Linked DNA regions of Capra hircus: region 2 is linked to region 1. A link is a contact called in public Hi-C data. All regions are on one chromosome and are shown on one strand. Each heading gives the region's core, a stretch centred on a gene start, on an enhancer-like site or on the middle of the called end of the contact. The rest is flanking DNA. Distances are from core to core; before and after follow the strand shown. Region 1 holds the start of ALPK2 (alpha-protein kinase 2). Region 2 has its middle 70 kb from the start of MALT1.

Region 1 (5,863 bases), core at 956-3,455:
AAGGGAAAAAAATGGTCAGTCAGTAGGAAGCCGGGGGATTCAATCAGCCCCGCTTACGCCTGAAATGAAACACTGGAGCCCGAGAAATCAGAATGAGTCACCCAGGCTCAGCTTATGCATACTTGCCATCATGGCTTCCATAAATTCAGGAACACACCATGGAGGAGCAATTAAATGCTTCCTAAGAAGAAATTCGGTAAAACTGACCCAAAGGGGAACACAAGTCTGATAAGAACAGGCAGAAATGAAATATGATCAGCAGCTTCCTTGATGGTTTTTCAGGGAAGCTTTTTTTTTTTTTTGGTGGTTTAGTCATTTGCTTGAAAGAGACTCAGCCAAGCAGCTGCTGGAGATGTCCCTGCCTGCAGGCTTGTCTGCTGCCTGCACCAGGGACCGATACCTGGTCGGTCTGCCTGCCTGGAGGAAGAGGAGGTGGGAGCACAGCGGGGAGACCCCAAGTTAGAGGAGACACAGAGAGAGAGGAGGGCCTCCCTGGTGAGAAGATATTGCTTCCAAATACCAGGTTTTCCTCCAGTAGAGGTGGCACATCTAATATGTTTTCAATGACATGGGAGCTAGCGAGAAAGCTCTGGTACACACTGGAAACCTTCCTGCCCTGTCTGTCACAAGGGGGAATAAATTCCACGAGGTGAATGGAATTCCTGAGGGGGTTTACCAGATTAGCCCATTAGCAGTCTATCCGGTTAACGATCACCAGGGGAAGGGTGAACCCCTCCTGAGAGGGAAAGCGTAGGTCCATTTCTGTGATAATATCGGTCACACGTCCTCACGGCACCAGCCTGGGAAACCTACATTCCGGACTCCTTCGTCCTCAGGAAGACACGGTTTTAGCTCATCTATTTTGTTCTTTGCTTTTTCGTACCACAATATAAAGCAACTCTGAGCACCATTAAGGTATAATTTTCAAAAGGTAAAGTGATTCCCATGCAAATATGGAGTGAACGTCAAAAATTTTATTCCATTCTTTTTTTTCAGGAACTATTCTTCCATTATTTCACGTGGAAAATTTTTTAAAAGTCTTTACTGAATTTGTTATAATATTGCTTCTGTTTTATGTTTTGTTGTTTTTTTTTTTTTGTCCAAGAGGCATGGGTGATCTTAGTTCCCTGACCAGGGATCAAATCTGTACCTCCTGCTTTGGGAGGGGAACTCTGAACCACTGGACCACAGAGAAAGTCTCTCAATTCTTTGAATAAACAGAACCAGAAAATATCAAGGCCTGGTTAAAGCGCATTTGAGAAACTGGGTGTTTCTAGGCAACTTAATAAACGAATGTTAAGATAAGATTGCTGAGTTAGATAGAACGTTGGTCATTGTCCTACATGGCCATAAACTGTAGTTTATGGGGTTATCATGTCTTCTATGTGGAGATTATTTGCATCTCTGTTGCATAAAAATTCAAAAGTTTATATGTAACTTCAAGTCTGGGGATTGTAATCAATAGTAATCACTGATGAAGCAGAAGGCATTTCTCCTGGATAACTCTGAGACGGACCTTTGTCCCATGTGACATTGAAGCAAGATACCATCCACATTTTCGCCTTATCTTTAAGTTGTAGATAATTTTTCTTAATAGCTTTTTTAAAAAAAAATAGTAGCTAAGGACACTCAGTCTTTTAGAAAGTTATTTATTTATTAGTTTATGGTTGTTCTGGGTCTTCGTCGCTGCACAGGCTTCTCTCCGGCTGTAGCGAGCAGGGGCTCCTCTCTAGCTGCCGAGCAGGCTCCTCATCGCGGTGGCTGCTCTTGTCGTGGAGCACGGGCTCTAGGGTGCGCGGGCTTCGGGAGCCGTGATCTGTGGGCTCAGTAGCTGCAACTCCCGGCCTGTAGAGCACAGAGTCCATAGCTGTGGTGCATGGGCTCAGTTGCTCCGAGGCACATGGGATGTTCCTGGACCGGGGCTTGAACCCATGTCTCCTGCGTTGGCAGGCGCATGCCTTGTCCCTGGGCCACCTGGGAAGCCCTCTTAACAGCTTCTCGAGATCTGGAGCAGCACTTTCCACGTTGCATGCTCCCCTGCCCCGACTCCAGCCCAGCATCCTCTTAGGCACGTAACATGCCCAAGAGTGCTTATTGAAGGAAGTGTTTTTATCCATGAGAAGAAGCTTTTCTGGTTCCCCAATGACATGTCCATCATGCTTATCCTGATTATTTATCATCCATTCTTATTCATAGCTTTATGATTTTCCAAAGAGACTTCACCTAGTAAGAATATTCTTATTTCTTTATCATCAGGCCAGCCCAAGCCAGAGGTAACTTGGTATAAGAATGGTCGAACCATAGATGAGTGTGGCAGTGTCTCCAGTTACGAATTCTTCGAGAATCAGTATGTTCATGTATTACACCTCTACTGGTAAGTGGATGTGCCTCGGCGGACTGTTGACTAAGCTCCCCATGATCTGTCGTGTGCTGGTTACTATCGGGTAAGGTCAAAAGATTGGCTAGCGTTTTCTTTTTGAGTCCCGTTAGATGTGATGGACAGTCATCAGCCACAGCCTCTAGCAATGACTGCTAAACTCTGCCTGGTAATTCATCACCCTCATCTAATTGCTGCCATGGATGGTACATGGTGGCCCAACCATTTCCATTCATTGAATAAGCTCTTTTGAAAGTCTTGTCCTCTCTGGAAAGTTAAGAAGCACCGTGGGATTTCATTATCTGTCACCCAGCATTTCTTGTGTAAGAATGAAAGGAAGAAGTGATGGGCCCGGATCCCGCAGCAAGTTGGTGGTGGAGTTGAGGCTGGAAACCGGACCTGCTGGCCTGGTTTGAGGAAGTGGTGTGGCCCAGCACACCGGTTTCTCATTCTTTCTCGTTCCCACAAGAACTGTGTGGTTGGGGTGAAATCAGGAAACGTCGTAGGTGAAGTGGAGAAAAGGAGAACTCCTCTGGTGGAAGCTGAGTGGCTCTTGTTCCCCAGTGCAGCCAAATCGGTCTCATGTCCTTTACAGTGGCTCTGAGGAGACCGAGGTCTGCGGGCGTGGCATGAAAATGACTGAGAGGCATGGGTGTGTGCCAGTAGCCTTGGAAACAGCAAAGTGAGGGCTTGGGTTTGCATTTTAGCTCTGCCATTTTCGGGCTGTGTGACCTTGGCCAGTTACTTCACCTCTCTGAAACTCAGCTTTTTCATCCTCCAAAGGGTGGCTGAATGCATGAAATGACATACTGCTTGTAAAAGGCTTGTTATTTAGTAGTTGCTCAATAACAGCTTTCTTGATCTCTGATCTTTGTTGTTGTTTCAAAGTAAGGTCAGAGGTCACTTTACCATGATTGAAATGCTTGACTCAGCTGGCCTGCAGCCCGTCTAACCTTGTGTTCAAGACATCCATTTATTCGTTCATTATTTAATTTTTAAAAAATTAATATTTCTTTAAAATTTTTTCTAAATTATGAAAGTATGATAACACATTTATAGGAAACTTGGAAAATACAGAACAAAGTTATATATAGTGATTGTATATTACAGTTTTTTTAAGTAGATAAATTAAGATTTTTACTTAGGAGTTTCAATGTCAAACTCCCCAAAATTAATAGAATAAACAGATAGAAAAATAGAAGGATATAGTAGACCTGAAAAGCACTATGAGCCAATTCAACATAGTTAAGGTTTATACAGTTTTCACACAACAGCAGGATACAAATTCTATTCAAGTTCCCATAGACTGTAAACCAGGAGACACTGGAATAATATATCCAGGGACATAAAACAATGCAAATTTGTAACATGTAAAAATTTCATGGTCCAAAGATAATGAAATCATACAGAGTCTGTTTTCTTATCACTGTGAAATTAGGTTAGAAATCAACATCAAAAGATATCTGACAATAAACCATATTGTTTCAAGTGCAGCATGACATTTACCAAGAGAGACTTTAGCCCTTGAAAGCCTCAGGTTTATTATTTAATTTTAAAATGATATTCAGACTTCCCTGTAGCTCAAATGGCAAAGAATCTGCCTGTGAGGCAGGAGACCAGGGTTCGATCCCTGGGTTGGGAAGTTCCTCTGGAGAAGGGAATGGCAATCCACTCCAGTATTCTTGCCTGGAGAATTCCATGGACAGAGAAGCCTGCCTGGTGGGCTACAGTCTGTGGGGTCACAAAGAGTTGGACACGACTGAGTGACTAACACACACAGTAAATGATATTCATTATGCAGCTACTATATGGCAGGCATGTAGCTTAATGCCTGCATCGAGGGGAACAGAGTGAATATTGCTCAGAAAACCTCAAGTCTGTCAAGGAAGACAAGCGGTGAACAAACCATGCCATCTCCCCCTCTCGACCCAAGTACTGGGAGGCAGCCCACCTGCCACCACTGCCCCGCAGCCACGGACTGGGCTTCCTGCCTCTTCATTGCAACTTCGTCAAGGCTCTGCTCACCCTCCTCGTCACGCCAGCCAACTTAGAATCTACCTGTGTGCTGTGCTCTGCCATGCCTAGTCGCTCAGTCATCTCCGACTCTTTGCAACCTCACGGACTGTAGCCCGCCAGGCTTCTCTGTTCATGGTGATTCTCCAGGCAAGAAGACTGGAGTGGGTAGCCTGTCCCTCCTCCAGAGGGTCTTCCCGACCCAGGAACCAAACCAGTGTCTCCCGCACTGCAAGCGGATTCTTTACCAGTTGAGCTACCAGGGAAGCCTGCTGCCTGTATGACTCGCGGGCAGTTCTGTTGCACATGGATCTGTCCAGCCTCAAACATCCTCAAACATCCTCATCTCCTTTGCACAGGCCTCCCGTTGGGTGCTAATTTCCTGCTCAGGACTGATGATTGCTCAGTAGGCTGTGTTCCTTCCTGCTAATGGCAGGAACCCTCAACTGTTTCATATTAATACATCTATGTGTCTATCCTATATATATTTGCAGTTGTGGTTATTAGTTTGTTTATATCAGCATTGGCAAACTTTATCTATAAAGGGCCAGATAGTAAATACTTCTGGCTTTGAAGCCCAGACAGTCTCTATCACAACCCTTCAACTCTGCCATCATAGTGCCAAAGCAGCCATAGACCAAAAAAATGAAACAAACAAACAAAAATCCCCCAAAGAATCATGGTTGTGTTCCAATAAAACTTTATTTGTAGAAGCAGTTGGGAGCCAGATTTGGCCCGTGGACCATAGTTTGCCAGCCCCTGGTCTAGATAGTAAGATCCTTCAGGGCCTACATAATGTACTTCCTATGTATTCCACTCCTACCTTTGAGCCTCTGAGCACTCAACACGTTTCTTGATTGATTAATTTGGGTCTTACACTAAACTAAAATATTATACTCACTTTGTAACCAGAAGAGAAGCTCAATGTGTATTCTTTTACTGATGGACTACCATTTAGGAATTGAGATTTGCTAATTGCTGTTTGCACAGGCTGAGGAATATAGACAAACCAAACATTTTGTGGGGTGTTAGGAGTTGAGGGGTAGCCAGGCTGAAACCCAGGGGCAGACGGGTGGGTCACAATGGGAGAGACACAACACAGGAAAGAGAAAGTTAGCCAGGGAGCTGGTGCTATGCTACATAAAGGTCAGGGCTCTCATTCTCTGCTCTGAAGGTCAGCAGGGCAGTGATTCACCCTAAAACTGAAAAGTTTAATAGAACTGGACATGGAACAACAGACTGGTTCCAAATAGGAAAAGGAGTATGTCAAGGCTGTATATTGTCATCCTGCTTATTTAACTTATACACAGTGTACATAATGGGAAACGCAGGGCTGGAGCAAGCACTAGCTGGAATCAAGCTGGAATCATCAATCACCTCAGATACGCAGATGACACCACCCTTATGGCAGAAAGTGAAGAAGAACTAAAGAGCCTCTTGATGAAAGTGAAAGAGGAGAGTGAAAAAGTTGGC
Region 2 (5,236 bases), core at 2,727-5,226, 120 kb before region 1:
TGGAGCAACAGACTGGTTCCAAACAGGAAAAGGAGTGCGTCAAGGCTGTATACTGTCACCCTGCTTATTTAACTTCTATGCAGAGTACATCATGAGAAACGCTGGACTGGAAGAAACACAAGCTGGAATCAAGATTGCCGGGAGAAATATCAATCACCTCAGATATGCAGATGACACCACCCTTATGGCAGAAAGTGAAGAGGAACTAAAGAGCCTCTTGATGAAAGTGAAAGAGGAGAGTGAAAAAGTTGGCTTAAAGCTCAACAGTCAGAAAACGAAGATCATGGCATCTGGTCCCATCACTTCATGGGAAATAGATGGAGAAACAGTGGAAACAGTGTCAGACTTTCTTTTTGGGGGCTCCAAAATCACTGCAGATGGTGACTGCAGCCATGAAATTAAAAGACGCTTACTCCTTGGAAGGAAAGTTATGACCAACCTAGACAGCATATTGAAAGGCAGAGACATTACTTTGCCAACAAAGGTCCGTCTGGTCAAAGATATGGTTTTTCCAGTAGTCAGGTATGGATATGAGAGTTGGACTATAAAGAAAGCTGAGCACTGAAGAATGGATGCTTTTGAACTGTGGTGTTGGAGAAGACTCTTGAGAGTCCCTTGAACTGCAAGGACATCCAACCAGTCCATCCTAAAGGAAACCAGTCCTGAATGTTCAATGGAAGGACTGATGCTGAGGCTGAAGTTCCAATACTTTGGCCACCTGATGCAAAGAACTGACTCATTTGAAAAGACCCTGATGCTGGGAGGGATTGAAGGCAGGAAGACAAGGGGATGACAGAGGATGAAATGGTTGGATGGCATCACCAACTCTGTGGACGTGAGTCTGAGTAAACTCCAGGAATTGGTGATGGACAGGGAGGCCTGGCGTGCTGCAGTCCATGGGGTCGCAAAGAGCTGAACATGACTGAGCGACTGAACTGAACTAGCTCTCCCCACATTCCTGCTATAAGGATCCTGGTGATGGTGTCAGCTCACTGGGGTAATGCAGGATCATCTCTCCATCTCAAGGTGGTTAACCGCCTTTGCAAAATCCCTCTGCCATGTGAAGCAGCATCCCCAGGTCCTGGGGATTTGGACACCTCTGGGAGCCATTGTTCTGCCTCTCACACTGAGAAATCAGGGCAGCGAGACTCAGTGACATTGCAAAGAGAAACCTCTATCATATGGAAATCTTTCTATCACATCAGTTTCTCTAAGTCCAAGGACTGTGGACCATTTTACGTACGAGTTGCCCTTGTGGTTCTGAAATATGAAGATGGGACCTACGCTTCTCCACATGCTCCCCACCTTCGGGGCAAGGGAGGTCACAGCTGGGGCTCTCCTGAGCTAGGGGTGGTGAGACCCTAAAGTTGTACACACGTCTTCCTCCAGAAAGCAGGGTGAGCCTTTGAAGTCCAGCCTTCCACGGAGTCTTAACCACTGGACTGCCAGGGACGTCGCAAGATAAATATTCAAAGCATCAGAGGCAGACAGGGCCCCCTGGGAGAGAGCAGGCGGGGCTTTTATTGTTCCAATTATTTTTTTAGTACCCAATATCTGCTGAAACACTTCTCTCAAAGTACATTCAAATATCACCTACTTGTACCTACACATGAAAGCAGGCCTCGATTACAAAAGATAATTAACAGGTAACAAAGGGAAAATGGAAACTGTGTTCACAAATGCCTTGGCTAAAAACCAGTCGCCTCCTGGGCACTGAAGGCTGTAGGTTTTGGTCTGTGAGTGTAGCTGGGTGATGAGGGAATAAACAGACGTAGGTCGTCACCAGTTAGAGTGGCGGACAGGTCCTTCCACGCCGCCGGTGCCTGTGCCAGCGAAGTGGGTGGAGGTTGAGGGGGAAGGTCAGAGAGACAGAGAGGTTAATTAAGCTCATCGTTGGCTCAGCTGCCTGGCGCAGGTGAGTACTTTCAAACCTTTTTTTCCCACCACCTACCACTAGTTTGAAATAAAAGAGCCAAAACGTATGAGAGCAAAAACAAAAGAAGTGCAGGCGAATCAGTTCCGAAAAGCATTCGGCATTCCTTGTTCTACTTTTTCTTTTGGCGCTTTCGGATCCAAGGATGACACGACCTCCTCGCCAGATGTTCTCAGGTTCAGATCCCTTCAAGAGCTGGCAGCAAAGGCAAGTGGGAAACGGACGAAGGGCCAGGCCTCGGGAGGTCTTCCCGCTGGAGGGTTAAAGCATCCTGGATGTTCTGAGATGTTTTGGCAACTTTTTTTTTTTTTTTGCACTACGGCGGAAATGGAGGGCACGTGTTGGAAAGAGGTGGTCTGGCTGGTGAGCGTGTGCGTGAATGCCCCGTTAACGTTTTTTATGTGCGAATTTACCAATCCAGATTAAGGGCGATTGGAACTGGTGGTGGTTCTGACCTTATTCAAAGATGGGAAACTCACCCTTCCCCAGGCTTCTCGGCTTCCCTGAGCCAGAATTCCTGCAGTTCTCTCTTAGACACTGCACTTCACCCCCGTCAAGCCAGGCAAAGCTGAGGTCACTAGCCAGTTACCTGGAGCTGGTCTGAAGTGTCCAAATGCAGGCTCCACCATTTTCTTCCTCTGTGACCTTGAGCAAGTCCAGCAGTCCTGGGGGCTCCAGTTTCCTCCTTTGTGAATCGGACACAATACCTCCATCCATCACAAAAGCCTGAATGAGAAAAGCAGCTGACATTGTGTCAGGCTCACAGGACCTGCCTAAATACTAGCTGTTGTTATTATTGGGGATTCAAATTCTGTCTTGCTCACTTTGGAGCTCATCAAAGGCCAAGGACCCTGAATGCATCTTACGGCTTAAAGTGTTCTGCCATTTTAGTTGCCAAGTCGTGTCTGCGACCCCATGGACTATAGCCCGCCAGGCTCCTCTGTCCTAGGATTTTCCAGGCAAGCACATGGGACTGGGTTGCCATTTCCTTCTCCAGCGGATCTTCTCGATCCAGGGATTGAACCCTTGTCTCTTGCACTGACAGGCCGATTCTTTATCACTGAGCCACCAGGGAAGTCTAAAATGTTTTGGGGGCACAATTATCATCACTTCCCATTGACATTCCATTTACGTACTGTACAGATTATTTTCAGAGTGATATTTGAGAGGATTTTGAATAACTTGTGGGCTTCCCTTGTGGCTCATTCCCATCTGCCTGCAATGCGGGAGACCTGGGTTGGGAAGATCCCCTGGAGAAGGAAATGGCTACCCACTCCAGTATTCTGGCCTGGAGAATTCCATGGACTGCATAGTCCATGGGGTCGCAAAGAGTCGGACACGACTGAGCGACTTTCACTTTCTTTCACTTTGAATAACCTTTGGTCCTGTTTCTGAACGTGGGCAGGGATCCCTTTGGGGGTGCTCCCCGTGACTCCCAGTTGAGTTGTAGGTTTTGTCCGGCTAGTGTCTGGGGAGGGCTGGGGGCAGATGAGACTGAAGTGGACAGGAAACCCCCACCCAGCCCCTCGAGGCAGAGGGGTCTGGAAAGTGCGTAGGTGTACCATAGCCTGAGAAGCCTCTGGGTCGCACCTTGGAATTCCTCCTTTCTCAACAGAAGCAATCTCCAGGTCTTGGCCTTTTCTCTGACTTTCACCATAGCTGTGCCTCGGGTTCTGTCCATGAGAAATCACAAACTCTAGAGTGGGAGCATTCTGTGCACACTGGCCAGTACTGAACGGTGCCCTTGAAATGGTTTAGACGGGGATGCTCAGGGTTAGGTATATTGGATCCCAGTTATGTGAGTGCTAGGTGGCTTCAGGCGTGTCTGGCTCTTTTTTGACCCCACGGACTGCAGCACCAGAGTCAAGCGGTGAGAGGTCAGGAGGGGCATGGCCACTGGCAAGGCCTCATTGTGGCTTGGCCGAGTGGCTGCAAACACCGCTGCTCCGCTGCTCCAGCAGCCCTTCCCGAGGCTCCGGCCTTCCCTGTGCTCTGGGCTGCAGCAGGAAGCAAGCTCGCAGGTTGTAAAAAACCCACGCAGAGTGAAGGACAAACGAGCCTGCGCTGCCCTCTGCTGGGCTCCCGGCGCATACCCACCACTGGAAGGACTGATGCTGCAGCTGAAGCTCCAACACTGGCCCCTGATGGGAAGAGCTGACTCGCTGGAAAAGACCCCAATGCTGGGAAGGATTGAGGGCAGAAGGGGACAACAGAGGATGAGGTGGTTGGATGGCATCACCCACTCGATGGACATGAGTTTGAGCAAGCTTCGGGAGTTGGTGATGGACAGGGAGGCCTGGGGTGCTGCAGTCCATAGGGTCGCAGAGTCGGACACGACTGAGCGACTGAACTGAACTGAACTGAACTGAACCCACCCAGAACTCAACAAAACAAAGTAAGGCCTGGTCCAGAGAGCTGGGCAGGCCCCAGAGGACGGTGCAGACCCGGAGTCCTTAAAGGGGGCTCCCAACCCCTTCAGGCCCGCTGGTCGCTGCTGCTCAGGCCCCAGAGTTTCTCACTGGGGTCGGATCCCTCCTCTGAGGGTGCAGCGGATGTCACCACCAGCGAGCCGCCCCGGCTCTCCCCTCCTGGCCGGGAGCGTCAGCTGCTCCCCTGCTGGGGAGGGTTAGTCACTAAGTCTGTCGGTCTCATAGGCTGTAGCCTGTCGGCCCGTTTGCTTCTCCAGGGGGATCTTCGCCACGAGCTGTTCGTGTGTTTTGGACCCGATTAGGTTGAAGTGAGCTGACAGTAGTTTGTGATCAGCGGGGGAAGGTTTGAGTTCATTTCTGTGTGACAAGGTAGAGGGGACCCCCGGGAGGTGCGTGGTTGGGCTACCAGGAACGGTCCTCCGTCCGGGAGGAGCGGGCCAAGGAAGCGAGAGGAAAGCTGGGTCATCACGGCGGAGCTGAGCGTACGGAGAAGGGGGAGAAGACAGAGCGTGTGAGCGAGACACGGGATACAGAGCTGGCTGTGTTATTCAGGACGAGGGGAAAGAACGCATGGTTAAAAATCCTCTCTTAGAAATTTTTTGGGTCACGCCGTGCGGCTTGTGGGATCTCAGGACCCCGACGAGGGGCTGAACCCAGGCCACGACGGCCAAGGCGCCAAATCCGAACCACTGGGCCACCAGGCACCTCCCTGGAGACAAGCTTCTGTTTCAAATGTTGAGATCCCCTCCGTTCTGCCGTTTCTCTAGAGACAGTGAGTGTCTGGGCCGGCGGGGGCGCGCGTCCGCCTTGGGGCCAGGAGGGGGCGCCCGAGACTGACAGCAGCCGGGGAGCGGCGGCTCGGCTGGCTCCGCCC

The links. Hi-C and Micro-C count contacts between places; a contact is called where the count stands out from the background.
Region 2: a contact with region 1 is called in a Hi-C map of liver, with 3 times the contacts expected there. The contact joins the enhancer-like site here to the promoter of ALPK2 in region 1. A contact is called at or near these places in 3 of 5 Hi-C or Micro-C datasets (blood and liver).

What each region holds. Positions count from the first base shown.
Region 1 is chr24:57,915,103-57,920,965 of ARS1.2, reverse strand. It overlaps ALPK2 (alpha-protein kinase 2), which reads left to right and starts at 2,205. Exons shown (of 11, transcript XM_018039363.1): 1 at 2,205-2,374. The coding sequence starts at 2,205.
Region 2 is chr24:58,036,446-58,041,681 of ARS1.2, reverse strand. No RefSeq gene overlaps it. Among named protein-coding and RNA genes, the nearest start is that of MALT1, 70 kb to the right of the region's middle. Within about 2 kb of position 3,976, at least 3 of the 5 cell types and tissues checked have an H3K27ac peak or open chromatin away from gene starts, as enhancers often do.